5 separate regions of the Mus musculus genome follow, and regions 1, 2, 3 and 5 are each linked to region 4. The links are chromatin contacts, called in public HiChIP or PLAC-seq and promoter capture Hi-C maps. All regions are on one chromosome and are shown on one strand. Each heading gives the region's core, a stretch centred on a gene start, on an enhancer-like site or on the middle of the called end of the contact. The rest is flanking DNA. Distances are from core to core; before and after follow the strand shown. Region 1 holds the start of Pml (promyelocytic leukemia). Region 2 holds the start of Islr2 (immunoglobulin superfamily containing leucine-rich repeat 2). Region 3 has its middle 27 kb from the start of Snx33. Region 4 holds the start of Rpp25 (ribonuclease P/MRP 25 subunit). Region 5 holds the start of 4930461G14Rik (RIKEN cDNA 4930461G14 gene).

Region 1 (2,700 bases), core at 119-2,618, 750 kb after region 4:
AAGTTAGGGCAATGTGACCTTATTTGTGTTTTTTGTGAAGGGAAAAATGAGTGAAGAATAATGGGATGGAGGTAGTTCCTTCCAGGGTGAGTATGGAAGGTTGAGGCAATACTCCCAGGAAGGCCATGAACTAGGCTTCCTTAGGAAAATGAGCTTGGTGGCGCATACATTAATCCCAGAGCTCAGAAGGCAGGCAGGTGGTTTCTATGAATTTGAGACCAGCCTGGCTTACAAAGCAAGCTCCAGCCCGGCCAAGGCTACAGAGTGAGACCCTGTGTTCCAAAAGATAAAATAAAATAAATCCCTAAACCTCATACACATAAAATAAATTGATGAAAATCAAAAGAGAAAGCAGCTGTGTGAATCCTGTTGGTCTTAGCAGGCACTTTGGTCTGAGCCAGGTTCTGTCTGTTTGTTTGTTTTGTTTTGAAACAGGTCTTGCTGTGATGCCCTCAGCGGTCTTGAACTCTCTTTGTGGCCTAGGCTGGCCTGGAACTTGTCATCCTCCCTCCAGCCCTACCATCCCAAGCACTATTGCTCCTGGGATGTGCAACCACAGCTGAAAAACGGGAAGTGTTGGTGTGGGGGTCAGGGAGGGCGACTATAGTTTTGCCAAGTCTGGGACATGCCTTTAGCTCCAGGCCAGAGCAAATAAGACTCCTGGCCAGGCCTTCCACAGGACTATAGTCTTTCATCTGAGGTAGGCGCTTCAGGCAAGGCTTCAGGGAGTAGGAGTTACAATCCAACTATCCCCAGTTACAATCCAACTCATCCCGGTTTTTTTTTTTTTTTTTTTAGACAGGGTTTCTCTGTGTAGCCCTGGCTGTCCTGGAACTCACTCTGTAGAGACCAGGCTGGCCTTGAACTCAGAAATCCACCTGCCTCTGCCTCCCAAGTGTTGGGATTAGAGGTGTGCCCCACACCGCCGGGCCCCTGTTCCTATTTTACTCTAGGCTATCAGTTCTACCTCTGCCCAGCCAGGAGGGTCAGGACCTTGGTGTCTCTTTAGGACACTAACCCATTAACTTACTTCTCTATAACGACCTTCTTCATCCTCAACTCCTCGACCAAAGTAAACGAATAAAAAAACCTAATAGCCCTACACCTTCTAACCCAGTAGTACCTCTGCAGGGCTTTGGCTGTGTTCATAGTCTTCGGAGGGTTCCTCTGGGGGAGGCATGGTGGGCGTGGGGGTCAGGGCAGAGTCCTGTTGTCGACAGGGAGATCCAGGGGGTGCAGGTACCTTCTGCACGGAAACTGGTTCAGTTTCCATTTCTTGATTAGGTCTGTGAAGGCGGGAAATGGGTCTCAGATCTGAGCCAGAAAACTGAGCGAGAGATTGCCCGAGGAGAGCCCGCCTCCCGAGAGGAAGTGAGACAGGGCTGGGCGGGTCTAGGGGCGGAGAGGCTGGTTCTATAATCTCCCTTCCAAAGTTAAGAGAAAGACTAGGGAGCTATGGAAGTAACTCTGGTAGAGTCAGAAAGGTTAACCAAACAAGCAAGTAAACAAGCCCGGCATGCGGGCATGGCTCATTAGCAGAACAAGGAAAGATCCGGCCACGTACGCAGCATGCACACCAGGAGAGAAACAGAGCTGACAGGCTTTTCCCTGTCTGTGAGCTATTGGACTCATTCCACAGCTATATGTCTTTCTAGTTAAAAGCCAGGTAGAGAAATAAACTCCTCTTTGAGAGAGCCTCCCAAGTGCACCCTAGTGGAGACTTCGACTCAGTACTGGGATGGGTTTGCCTGGAAAGGCATCCCTCAGCTGAGAATGGAGCATGAGATAGAAAATGACCAGGAATTCAGAGCTGCTCAGACATTTTAAAGAGAGACAAACACTTGGAAAGGAGTGGAGGTCTGAAACAGGAGAGCCAGTTTGGGAAGTAGTCAGGGCCATTTTCAGATTTAAGATGGGGCTCCTGCGAAGTGATACCAGAGAAGATGAGATGAATCATACGGTGAGAAATGGACCGATTCTACATATGATCTGAGAGTTGGTGAAGGGTTTCTTACAGCGTGTCAGCTGCGTCTCTTGAATGACCTTGAGGCAGGTGGCCTATGAGAAGTAACTGTGGGACACAGAGTTAGTTCTGAGTCAGTGGAAGGACCGTGGTGACAGAACAGCGTTGAATGGGTCTGATGACTGTGCATCGTACAGAGGTAGACAACAGGGAGGCAAGGGGAGAGCTGGCCAGCAGTGGTGAAGAAAACAAGAGATACAAAGTTAGCTTTTTGACCAAGAAAAAGCAATCCAGAAACTAGTGGGTGAGGAAAACACACACCTGCTGACACTCTCATTGGCCAGTGCCTTTGGCTTCTAACTTCAGTCTGTTCCCACCCACTTTTCTGGCCCCTATGTGCCTATTCTCTGTTCCTATGTGAAACTGATTAAAAGGGATGGTAACAGGTTCCTGCTTTTGTAAACTTAGAGTTGTGGTGAGATGGGTTCTAAAGGGAGACCCAACATCCTGGAGACTGTGGAGGCCATACATCTAAGCTGACCAGTATCCCTTGGCCTTTAAAATTAGCCCATCAAGGGCTGGAGAGATGGCTCAGCGGTTAAGAGCACTGACTGTTCTTCCTGAGGTCCTGAGTTCAATTCCCAGCAGCCACATGGTGGCTCACAAGCATCTGTAATAGAATCTGATTCCCTCTTCTGGTGTGTCTGAAAACAGCTACAGTGTACTCATATAAATAT
Region 2 (2,700 bases), core at 162-2,661, 700 kb after region 4:
CTAGAGCAGGCATGTTGTGGAAACAGTCAATAAAGCTTCCTCTTTGGATTCACAGAGCCCAGGCGAATCCCTCTGCCCACAGGTTTTTAGGGAACAGTCTCTAGCTAATAAGCCTGGAGACAGTCCAAGGTTCTATACTTCCCTCTAGAGCCTTAAGACGCCTGAGTGCATCCCCTGTCTCTAGACATACAAATATATTAACACAGACTCCCTGCCCCAACTTGAGGGTCCTGTCAGTCTTGGAAGACCCTCTCCTACACCCTGTCTCTGAGATTAGCGGGTCCCTTCTTGCTTTTGCTCCTAAAGGAGGCACCTCCCTTCCCTGTTCCTCCCAGACAGCCACCCAACCCTGACTAGGCTGGATCGACCCTGTGGACTGAGGTTGTGGGGCCCTTCCACTGCTTACCTGCTGCTCTCTGACTTGCAGTGTGATGCTGTGGGGCTGCGAGCCGGTCTCCAGACTCAGGTGACAGTCTAAGGGAGCTTCTGGCATCTGTTGCTGTGGCGGTGGGGAGAAAGGGGGAGTGCATTGAAAGAACTCCCCTTGGCCCCAAAGTCCTACTTCAATTTTTTTCTTTCCTTATCTGTTCGCCCTACTTCTCCAGGATTGCAGGTTTGAGAGCGGTCGCGCGCCCCCGTGCTCGGCGGGAACGCGCACAGTCTCCCACCTCGTGCTGCGTTTACATTTGTTAAAGCCATAGAGATCCTCTACTCACCTCAGGCTGAGACCTGTCGGTCTCAAGGGGCTCCATACGCCCATAGCCCAAGGCTCCGCCCTTTCCAGCCCACCGTACCCCTAGCACCCATTTTCTACTTCTCCCCACATTTACACATTCGATGACATTGTCACTATTCCTCCTTATGTCTCCAAACCCCTCCCCAACACACACACACACACACACACACACACACACACATCTTCACATGACTTTCACAGGTTAGAACTACTCGTCAACATGTAATAATCGCGTCAACGCGCTAAGTTCTCCCTACTTTCACACACATTTTCACAAGCACACCTTCACTCAAACACTCACCGTTCTCTTTTGCGCGCACACAAATATCCACGCTCACTCACCCTCACGCGCCCGTCCCGCCAGCGCCCGCGAGCTTCGCTTCTAATTGAATGCGAGCCGTTCTACGCCCCGCAACACGTGAGACAAACCATCTTTGAGGAATTTGGGAGAAAGAAAAGCATAGGACTGGAGGGGCGTGTCTTTGCCTTTAAACACTTTTTTCCCCCCTCTCCAAAGCAAGCAGTGGCGCAGAAAGACCTCCAGTGGGACCTGCTGAACTGCGCTGCCTGGCTCTCCCGGACCCTTTTCCTCCTGCCGCCTGCTAGCCTCCCCCTCCCCGAAGCTTCGTTCAACACGATGCATAATTGATAGTGTTAGCAGAACGCCTCACCCTCTCTGTCATATTTTGCCTGGATCTGGGCAGATACAAATCCTGGTTCCCCTCCACCCCCAATCACCGCCAGACTAATTCGCCAGATTAGTAGGCGCAGCCCTGCAGGGTGCGCGGAGAGGAGACGCCCACCTCCCCAGCCCATCGCAGACCCTGCTCAGCCTCTTGAGCCTGAACTCCACGCTCAGGTCTTTTGTGGCAAAACCAGCGCGTGCACTCCACTGCCCGTGGGCTACCTAGTGCTCACAGTGGAGTGGGTGTCTTCTGAGCTCCTAAAACATTAGGTTGAACTCACCCAAGTGTCTCACTCTGCCCTTGCTTGCTGCGGGCTAACAGGACACCAAGGTTGCCCACTAATAGTGGCTACAGGGACCAGGATAGTTACAAAAACCGTTTGCTCCTCTTGAGTGCTGTGGACTAGGGACTTACAACCCCTGAGCATTTCCTGCACCACCACCCCGCTCCTCAGTATCCTCTCAGCATCTCTAGCAAGCTGGCCATCAACCCCTGCATGCTCGCACCCCCCCCACACACACACACACTGTGAAAGCCTAGGCAGCAGCCACCGCCCTGCCATCTCACACCCTCATGTAACAGCTGGCCTCAGCAGACTCGGGACTCGCTGTTCTCTTTGGCAAACCCTGGACATTTCTTTTAGCGATGAGCAGGAGAATTTCAAGGGATGTCTAGGGATTTGACTAAAATGCATCATCTCACTCCCCCGCCTATGGCATCCCAGGAGACAGAGCTGCTAGCCAGAACTGGTAAGGGGGCATAGATTTTGAGAGATGTGTAGAGAGTCCCCTCCTTCTCTTTCATATACACTGTAATACTGGGGTGCTGGGGTCTCCCAGCCCTCATCAGAGTCAGTCTTCTGTCTTGGTTGGATGGCAGTGTGTTTGGGGCCTCTGCAGAGATCAATACCCCGATTTGAGTGTTAAGCATTTTAATGAGCTAGGGAGGGGGGCGCAGAGAGATGCAGGAAGAACGCTGCATCTAAAGGGACCACCCGGCAGGGTTTCTGAGGCTCCTTTGTAAATTAAATATGAACACACTGGTGTGTGCTCACTTTGGTCCCTCCCTCTTTCCTACTCCTGGCTACGGGCTGATGGGACCCCCACAAACTCAGCCAAGTTCGGAATCTAGAACTTCACACCTGCTCGGGCCTGGAAACCCCACAGACCGAACCAGGAGAGGGTGCTTGAGCGATCCAGGGAAGATGTCTTTGAGAAGGGAGAGGAGATGAGAACTCTGACTCCTCCCTGCCTGGAATCCTGTACGTCTGAGGCCGTC
Region 3 (2,700 bases), core at 158-2,657, 600 kb before region 4:
ACTTTTGTGTGGAACATTTTACAATCTCCGTCCTTCAGTAGGAGAACCCAGGTATTTCTCTAAAGGAGGGGAACCAATGCAGACACAGGAAAGTCATACCCCCTAGAGCAGATCATTCAGCTAGCAATGGGTCATGAGATCCCAGGTCTCCAAAAGAAAGGCCATTATGTGAGCCACAAGGCAAATAGAATCCTCTGGCCCTTCCTACAAGAGGATGATGCAAGATCAGGGGCAATGGAAGCAAACTCTGGCCCAGGGAATTATCTGGTCTTGAAAATGGGCTGAAGTCATTAGAAAAGAAACATAAGCTGAATTGATGTCTCTTGCTTATAATCCCAGTACTTAGGAGGCAGGAGCATAAGAATGAGTTCAAAGTCTTTTTAAGATTACTTTTTTTTTGTATATGAATACACCATTGCTCTCTTCAGACACACCAGAAGAGGGCATCAAACCCCATTACAGAAGATTGTGAGCCACCATGTGGTTACTGGGAGTTGAACTCAGGACCTCTGGAAGAACAGTCTGTGCTCTTAACAGCTGAGCCATTTCTCCAACCCCAAAGTCATTCTTGACCCTAAAAAAATTGAAGGCCAATCCGGCTCTCAGAGATCCTGTCTGAGCAAAAGGGAGGAGGCAGTAGGTTTCTGTGCTCTGGGAAACCGTGGGACTCCACGAGGCCTAAGAACAGGAAGTTAGAGGTGAAGGGCAGAAAGCAGCCTTTGGCAGCTGACCTGCTCTGGGGGCTAGGGTTTCCTCTGCACGTGTCCCCAGTATCTGTAACATTTGAGCCTCGCTCCTGCTCACCACCCTGCCTGCCTCCAGACAACACTCTCTCACGGCATCGTGTTCATTTTAACATCCGGCCCCCTCTCAGAGACGTCAGGCAGGAAACTTGGAACCAGGTGGATTACCAACAAAAAGATCTCCAGAGGGACAGGAGGGACAGGGAGACAGAATCAGAGAGGGTATGAGACCCAACTAGAGCCACACAACAGAGTAACGATAGATGAGACCCAGCAAGGCTTCGGTGGTGCCGCACTGAGAACACTGCCGTGAAAAATCATTTCCCACCCCTCTGCCTTGTACCTCCCCAGAATATAGCCTCCAGAAATACTCTGTGTCTTAAACTGCCAACACTAGTTTCCTTTTTATAAATGTGATGTCTCTGCTCTCGAAGACCAAGAACATCCCCGTATAACACTCACAGCTCCACCTTGCCACTCCCAGGAAGTTAAGGCTGGCTCCTCAGGGCCTTGCTACCATGAGCCAGTCTCCACCCAGAGTAAGGAGCGTCCCTGAAAGTGTAAGCAGAGATGTGGGTGACAAACCTGCCAGGCAGGATCTGCCCTCATCTCCTGTTTCCCCTAGAGGACTGACAACACCCTCTATTCACACAGCCTGCCCTGCCCTGCCCTGCCCCCAGGCACTGGCACAGGCTGACACTGCTCTGCTGCTCCGAGCCTGGGCTAGGTGGTAAGCTGGTACCCAGACATTGTGCCCACAGCCGTGCTGGGACCTGAGTCTTTCACGACACAGCCGAGCGTGTGTGTGTGTGTGTGTGTGTGTGTGTGTGTGTGTGTGTGTGTGTGTGAAACCCTTTCAAATATACTCCTAAAACTTAAGGGCAGGGTTCCTTCCCCTCTACTAAATAGTTCACAGAAGCTGGAGATAAAGCTTACTGGTAGGATGCAGGGCTGGAGAGATGTTTCAGTGGTTATGAGAGCCAAGTCTGAACCCCAACACCCACATGGTGGCTCACAGCTAACTGTAAGTCCAGTTCTGGGGATCCAACACTCCCCTGTGGCCTCTGTGGGCACCAGGCACACACATGGCACACAAACATACATGTAGGCATGTATGCTTAAAAATTAAACCTTTAAAACAAACAGCCGGGCGTGGTGGCGCACGCCTTTAATCCCAGCACTCAGGAGGCAGAGGCAGGTGGATTTCTGAGTTTGAGGCCAGCCTGGTCTACAAAGTGAGTTCCAGGACAGACAGGGCTACACAGAGAAACCCTGTCTCGAAAAACAAACAAGCAAACAAAAAGCAAACAAACAAAAAAAGACAACTACATCATCTTTCCTTTCCTAAGGAGCTTGTTCTTCCTAGGCTCTGGAAATAGATAGGAACTTGATCTGTAACCAATGTTTATGATGTTGAAAACATCACCCTCTTTTTTTTTATATATATACCTACACAAACACACATGGTTATATATGTGAACATGGGTTTTCTCATAACATTTGGACACACAGCGCAGAGATCAGTACTTGTCTAGATAATATGCAACCTATGAAAAATGTATACCAGCTTTGGAAGCATGTGCCCTTTGCCTGTGGCCCTCCCAAAGGCCTAGGAGCTACAGGGTCAGGACATTCTACCCATTAAAGGACCTATACAAACATCGTTGAAAAGAGAAAGCCATTTGGTGGTAGTGCAAGCCTTTAATCCCAGCACTTGAGAGGCAAAGGCAGATGGAACTCTGAGTTCAAGGCCAGCCTGGTCTACAGAGAGAGTGCCAAGACAGCAAGACAAATAGGGCTACACAGAAAAATCTTGTCTCAAAAAAAAATTTTTTTAAAAGAAGGAGGAGGGCTGGTGAGATGGCTCAGTGGGTAAGAGCACCCGACTGCTCTTCCGAAGGTCCAGAGTTCAAATCCCAGCAACCACATGGTGGCTCACAACCATCCGTAAAGAGAT
Region 4 (2,700 bases), core at 160-2,659:
AGGTAAAAATAAAAAATAAAAAGTCCAGCTGCTGCAGCCACACTCCAAGAAGAGATGAGATATAAGCTCGTTGTTCTGAGCTGAGGGGCTGAGAATTGTCACAGATAGCAAAGAGGAAGAGGAGGGCCGGGCAGCTCTCCCCCTAGACTGATGCTGTGCTCATCCAAACACCATCTTGCTGATACTTTGAGAACACCGTTCCTTACAGTCCTCAGTGCGTCTTCCTTCCCGGTGCTTCCCACGTCTGTCTGATTCCCTCCCTGCCTTTCCATGGAAACGGGATTGAATATTGAGGGCGTGGCCCCAGGCCAGGGTCACTCCTTATTAAACAGTCTTGCTTTGATCAGACCTCATCTTTCTACTGCCCACCTCACCTCGCAGCAGAGCCCGAGCCTCTGCTCAGATTCAGTGGAGTTCCCAGAGTTTGCAAGTACCCGCCCCCACACACACACATTCCGCCAAGGCACTCCACCCTGCCTCCCACCTCTTAAAACCTGTCTTCTCTCAGTCTCCTTTTAACAAAAACAACCCTCTGGATTTCTAGAGGCCAAGGCTGACTGGCAAGGAATTCCACCTGGAATTGGAAGTCAGGAATCCGGCGTTAGCTCGGGCTGAGCCACGCTCATAAACATGTATGCAGCTCCAGTAAAGGACTTTCAGGCATGAATATAAGAATTTAACGCCTTGGAAGAAATGGTCTCCTGTTCCCCATTCACTTTAGGCTGGCCCAACGCATCACTTCCTGCATTTCAGAGGTGCATAGGTGCCGGGAGCCTGGAGGTATGATCAGGAGGAGCAAAGCTTAGTGTCTCTCTAAGCAGCTACGCAAGGACCAGGCCACGACGTAGCGGTCCCAGCCCAGGGAAGGCGCTGCGTGCAGCCGCAGCCAACGCCTCCCACTCTCTGCTGACCATGCACTGGCTGCCCTTGACGCAAAAATATAGTAAGAGAACGGGAGGGAGGTCCCTGGAGGGGTGGAGTAGCGAAGCCCCAAAAGGTGGTTTGGAGATCTCTTACCTAGGAGGGGTCTAGGGATGCCCTTGCGCTGGAACCCCGCAGGGCTCAGGGACCAGGCTTGAGTCGGCATTTGAACCTTAAGCATAGTATTTATTTAGGTTGTTCCTGCATAAGGTCTGGTTCAGGGAGAACAGATGGTGACTTCGGAGAACTTCACCTCCCAAATCACCCGTGGCTCTGTGACCCCAGCCGCTGAGCTCCAGCGCTGGATCCCAAAGGCTGGAGGGACTGGGACAAGTCACGCAGAGTTGGGGCGGGTCCTGGGCGAAGGGGCGGGTCCTATCTGGCTCCCAGGCGGAGCTTCTGCTAAAGGCGCGGAGCACAAGGTGCCGAGGGCGCAGAGTAGAACATCACTACCCTGTAGAAGTCTGGGCTGAAGACTGCACGTTCCCAGCCCACCCTCCAACCTTCACTCGGCGCCGGCACCCCAATCCCTGCCAGCTCTCGCCCGGCACGACCCGCGGCCATGCAGCCCCGGGCTTGAGGCGGCCCCATGGCAAAACCTGCGATCCCAGCGACGACGGCGCATGGAGAACTTCCGTAAGGTGCGCTCGGAGGAGGCGCCGGCGGGGGACGGTGATGAGGGTGGCAGCCCGAACTCTGGCCCTTTTGCAGATCTGGCACCCGGTGCTGTACACATGCGGGTCAAGGAGGGCAGCAAGATCCGCAACCTACTGGCCTTCGCCACCGCCAGCATGGCGCAGCCAGCCACGCGCGCCATCGTCTTCAGTGGCTGCGGCCGGGCCACCACCAAGACCGTCACGTGCGCCGAGATTCTCAAGCGCCGCCTGGCGGGCTTACACCAGGTCACGCGGCTGCGCTACCGGAGCGTGCGCGAGGTGTGGCAGAGCCTCCCGCCTGGGCCCACACCGGGTCAGACGCCCAGCGATCCGGCCGCCAGTCTCAGTGTACTTAAGAATGTACCGAGCCTCGCCATCCTACTTTCAAAGGACGCACTGGATCCACGACAACTTGGCTACCAGCCTCCGAACCTCAGTCCTGGTCCTTCGTCCCCTCCTACGGTGTCGACGTCCAAGAGGAGCCTGGGGGAATCTGCTGCTGAAGAAGGCACCGCTAAGCGGTCTCAGCCTGAGCCAGAGGCTGAGAATGAGGACAGGACCGCCTGAGAATTCTCGCCTCTGAGCCACCCAGACCGACTGAATCATATATCTTCAACACTCCTGCATACCTTTCAACACACGCACCTTTCATACCTGGGTTTTAAGGGGCCCATGTTCCTGGACACCGGTCCTCAGAATGACAGCGCGGATCCCAAGGCGACAGGAGAGAGCTCAGGAATGAGAAGAGAGGATCCTTGAAGTCCAAGGAAACTTTGTGGGACATGTTACCAGAAGCCACAGAACACCACCCACACCTTTGCTAGGCCGTCTTTTTTAGGGAAGCATGGTGGGTAGTGGGACTCTTGAGCTTTCTTGGGGACCCAGACGTTAAAAGCACCCAGTATGCATGGATGCTGACAGTTGAGGCTTTAAAAATCATCTTTGCTGTTAACTGAGAGCGGGAGCTACGGAGCTGATTACTTGAGGATGGCCAAGTTGAAAATGTCCGGACCCTATTCTGCACCCCCACACACACACACACCCTAGCAATTCCCTTTTAGCATCCCTCCCCCACCCGCCTTGCATGATGGCTGAGAGGGGACTTAGGACAAAATCTGCCATG
Region 5 (2,700 bases), core at 199-2,698, 950 kb after region 4:
AGCTCACTGTCTCTACAAGGCTCTTCTCTAGTCTCTACTAAGTCCAGGATGGGGTGGAAAATTCAAGAAGGAGTTGAGAGAGTGTGCAACCTAGCCATTGCCAAGGTGGAGGGGGAAGTCCATTCAGAAGTCATCTGAGGAGTATTAGATTTTAGGCAGAAAGAGAAGAGAGGGAGGAGGAGAGGCTGAGTCACACTGTCCTGTAGGGTAGAGCCTTATCAGTGCTGCAGATGCCACTGGGGGACAGAGTCTGAGAGAGTTTCCATCTCATCAGCCAAGGAACATGTCTCCTTTTGAAGGTGTCTGGGGGTGGAAGGTCTTGCATCTCAAGGAAGCAGGCTTAGTTAATATGTCTGGGCTTCGTAGCAGAGGTGGGGGAGCAGGGCATTTGTGACTGAGGCTTCACGGGGAAGATCACTCTCCCATGATGCTTGGCTAATGTGTGACTCATGTGAACTGACGATAGTCTGGCTGCCTTTGATCTGAGCTGGGATGTGGCTTAGAGCCTGATTACCTAGAGGTCTGGCTGCTCTTGAATAGAAGTATACATGCTCTCTCCAAAACCACGCAGCCCCCCAAAGGCAGGAGGCAGTGACCCACCAGCCACATTCCCCATACCTTGGTAGGAGACGGGTGTCAAATGCAATGCTGGTACCCTGCCTATCTAGGCTGAAGTCACTTTTGAGTCAAGTTTTCCTTGGCCTTAGTCAAGGCCCTGAGGTACAAAGTGACCTGTCTTAGGACGCTCTGGAGGAGACACTGCCAGCACAGATGGGAGAGTGAAGCCAAGGTGTGGAGCTTCATGATGCCAAGAGCTCATGACACTTTTGCTTCAGTGCCCCCTTCAGTGCCCAGAGCCTTCTCCACTGGAACCATCCCTTTTAGTCAATGGCTCATCCTGGAAACATTCTCGAAGCTGATTACCAGGCCCAATAATGTAAGACTCTGGTGAGAGATTTCCCCCCCACACACACCTTTGCCCCCAACACACACACAGTGAACAACGCTGAGCCGGGAATCGTTGCAAAAACAAGAGGAATTTTATTGTTCCAGCATGCTGGGGTCACCCTGCACAAGAAGAAGAGAGAACAAGGACTCTGCACAGCCCATTCGGTAAGTTTTTATACAGTTTTCAGAGCCGCAGCCATTGCGCACATTGTGATTGGCAGAACAGTGCGACTTTTAAACTGATTGGTCTTTAGGGAATGAGGTGGCAAGGACTTCCCTTGTCTATAGGTGGCCAATGGTCACAGAATGTGTCTATGTGCTCAGGACTTCCCATACCCGCAAGTGGCTGATGGTTGGTTCCTCCCTCCCCCCACCTTGTCTGAGGAATGTAATTAGCCCCTCCCTTCCGGAGGGGGTGGTGCCTAAGTCCTCTATGACCTTTCTCTTCCAGGAGAGGAGATGGAATTTTCCAAAGTTCCTGAGTTGACCTCTTCAGTGCCAGGCATTGGCATTGTGGAGATGAACTAGGCAGGTACTCTCCCTCAAGTACTTCCCAGCCCAGAAGGGGACAGGACCACACCTGAGGACTATCCTAAAGATCTGAACAGTGGAGACAGAATGAAGAGAGCTTGCTTGGACAGCTTTATGTAGCAGAGCTGGTACAAGTGACTTAGGCCTTGAAGGGTGAGTAGTTCATTGAGTTAAAACAGGTATTGTCCAGGTCTGGATAAAAGGGGAGAGGGCAATGATAAGACAACAGAAAAATGAAATGGGGCTTCAGTGGGGGAATATTTACAGGCCCAGAAACCCCAAACTGATGATCATAGGGTGATGTGACCTATGATCAAGGCCTATGTCCTACAGGTGTAGCCCTATACAACATCTGACTTTGGAGCCTGGCACCACAGTGGCAAGGTCTGGAGCACTTTGCCTTACTTTCTGGGCCTCACTGCTGCAGACGGAACAATGACGGACCCAGTGCTCTGAGCACACTCCCAAACACCCTGACTGGAGAGTAGGTGTGTGAATGGCAGCTATCACTGTCACGTGAATTATTACATTGATTTAGAAGGATCTGTTCAGTTCATAAACCCCAAATAATGGAGCCCAGCCAGTCATGAGACTTGCAGAACTATAGAGTCACTGGGGTAGAGCTGGTGCTGGTACTGGAGGCCGTGCTAAAAATGATCCCCGAGGTCTTAGTCCTGGCAGAGGAGAAACGCAGCAGGCTGGGCTGGGTAACTGTGTTGGCAATTTCCCCTTCAAAACCACCTGAACTGGAGCCCCATTCATTAGCATGAGAATGGCGCGCCGGCTGGGATCTGAGGGTCCAAAGGTATTTGTATTCGAAAGAGCTTCCTCTGTTCTTGGCTCAAAGTCACTGCGGCCTGAGCTGCGAGGCTGGGCGGGGATCCAACACACACTGCGGGTAGCCTGGGAAAGAGGGGAGTCCTACCCAAGTGGTTGCTCCGAGCCTCGGGACCACACTCAGAAATGCAGCCCAGAACACCTTCCCCATCCCAGCCCACCCGGAGCCATCCCTGTATTTGGGAAGCTCTCTTGTAAGTTCTTGAAATGTCTCCCCACCCCTCCAGCCTTTATTTCTTTTTAAATCCTGTGTGGAAGAAGGCAGGGGTTTGAGACCTGTGTGCCTCTCACAAAGGAACCTAGAGTTTTCAAAGGTGGAGAAGCACTGCCCAACGGGATTAGTAATAGTAACCATCATTACAGCTAGTGGTTGGGAGCTGCCCC

What was found. Promoter capture Hi-C pulls out the DNA fragments that hold promoters and counts their contacts. HiChIP or PLAC-seq counts read pairs in DNA pulled down with a chosen protein or histone mark. Capture Hi-C pulls out chosen DNA fragments and counts their contacts.
Region 1: a promoter capture Hi-C map of adipose tissue shows a contact between it and region 4. The contact joins the promoter of Pml here to the promoter of Rpp25 in region 4. A contact is called at or near these places in 2 of 39 promoter capture datasets (liver and pre-B cells), 2 of 115 datasets of contacts at active chromatin or transcription factors (large pre-B cells and pancreatic cancer cells) and 1 of 9 other capture datasets (adipose tissue).
Region 2: a contact with region 4 is called in a promoter capture Hi-C map of pre-B cells, with 2.5 times the contacts expected there. The contact joins the promoter of Islr2 here to the promoter of Rpp25 in region 4. A contact is called at or near these places in 1 of 39 promoter capture datasets (pre-B cells) and 2 of 115 datasets of contacts at active chromatin or transcription factors (embryonic stem cells and pancreatic cancer cells).
Region 3: an H3K27ac HiChIP or PLAC-seq map of trophoblast stem cells shows a contact between it and region 4, with 5 times the contacts expected there. The contact joins the enhancer-like site here to the promoter of Rpp25 in region 4. A contact is called at or near these places in 3 of 39 promoter capture datasets (cranial neural crest, hippocampal neurons and pre-B cells), 2 of 484 Hi-C or Micro-C datasets (CD4 T cells and regulatory T cells) and 5 of 115 datasets of contacts at active chromatin or transcription factors (astrocytes, embryonic stem cells, microglia and 2 more).
Region 5: an H3K4me3 HiChIP or PLAC-seq map of embryonic stem cells shows a contact between it and region 4, with 8 times the contacts expected there. The contact joins the promoter of 4930461G14Rik here to the promoter of Rpp25 in region 4. A contact is called at or near these places in 2 of 115 datasets of contacts at active chromatin or transcription factors (embryonic stem cells and pancreatic cancer cells).

Annotation. Positions count from the first base shown.
Region 1 is chr9:58,248,418-58,251,117 of GRCm38.p6, forward strand. Pml (promyelocytic leukemia) reads right to left here and starts at 1,369. Exons shown (of 9, transcript NM_178087.4): 1 at 1,124-1,369. The coding sequence starts at 1,273.
Region 2 is chr9:58,200,874-58,203,573 of GRCm38.p6, forward strand. It overlaps Islr2 (immunoglobulin superfamily containing leucine-rich repeat 2), which reads right to left and starts at 1,412. Exons shown (of 3, transcript NM_177193.5): 1 at 1,079-1,412; 2 at 407-499. It also overlaps the pseudogene 1600029O15Rik.
Region 3 is chr9:56,900,019-56,902,718 of GRCm38.p6, forward strand. No RefSeq gene overlaps it. Among named protein-coding and RNA genes, the nearest start is that of Snx33, 27 kb to the right of the region's middle. Within about 2 kb of position 1,408, at least 77 of the 459 cell types and tissues checked have an H3K27ac peak or open chromatin away from gene starts, as enhancers often do. A contact at or near this core is called in embryonic stem cells, pancreatic cancer cells, pre-B cells and 2 more, where this site is marked.
Region 4 is chr9:57,502,693-57,505,392 of GRCm38.p6, forward strand. It overlaps Rpp25 (ribonuclease P/MRP 25 subunit), which reads left to right and starts at 1,410. Exons shown (of 1, transcript NM_133982.1): 1 at 1,410-2,700. The coding sequence starts at 1,545. The coding sequence ends at 2,144.
Region 5 is chr9:58,453,725-58,456,424 of GRCm38.p6, forward strand. It overlaps 4930461G14Rik (RIKEN cDNA 4930461G14 gene), which reads left to right and starts at 1,449. Exons shown (of 3, transcript NR_040736.1): 1 at 1,449-1,632.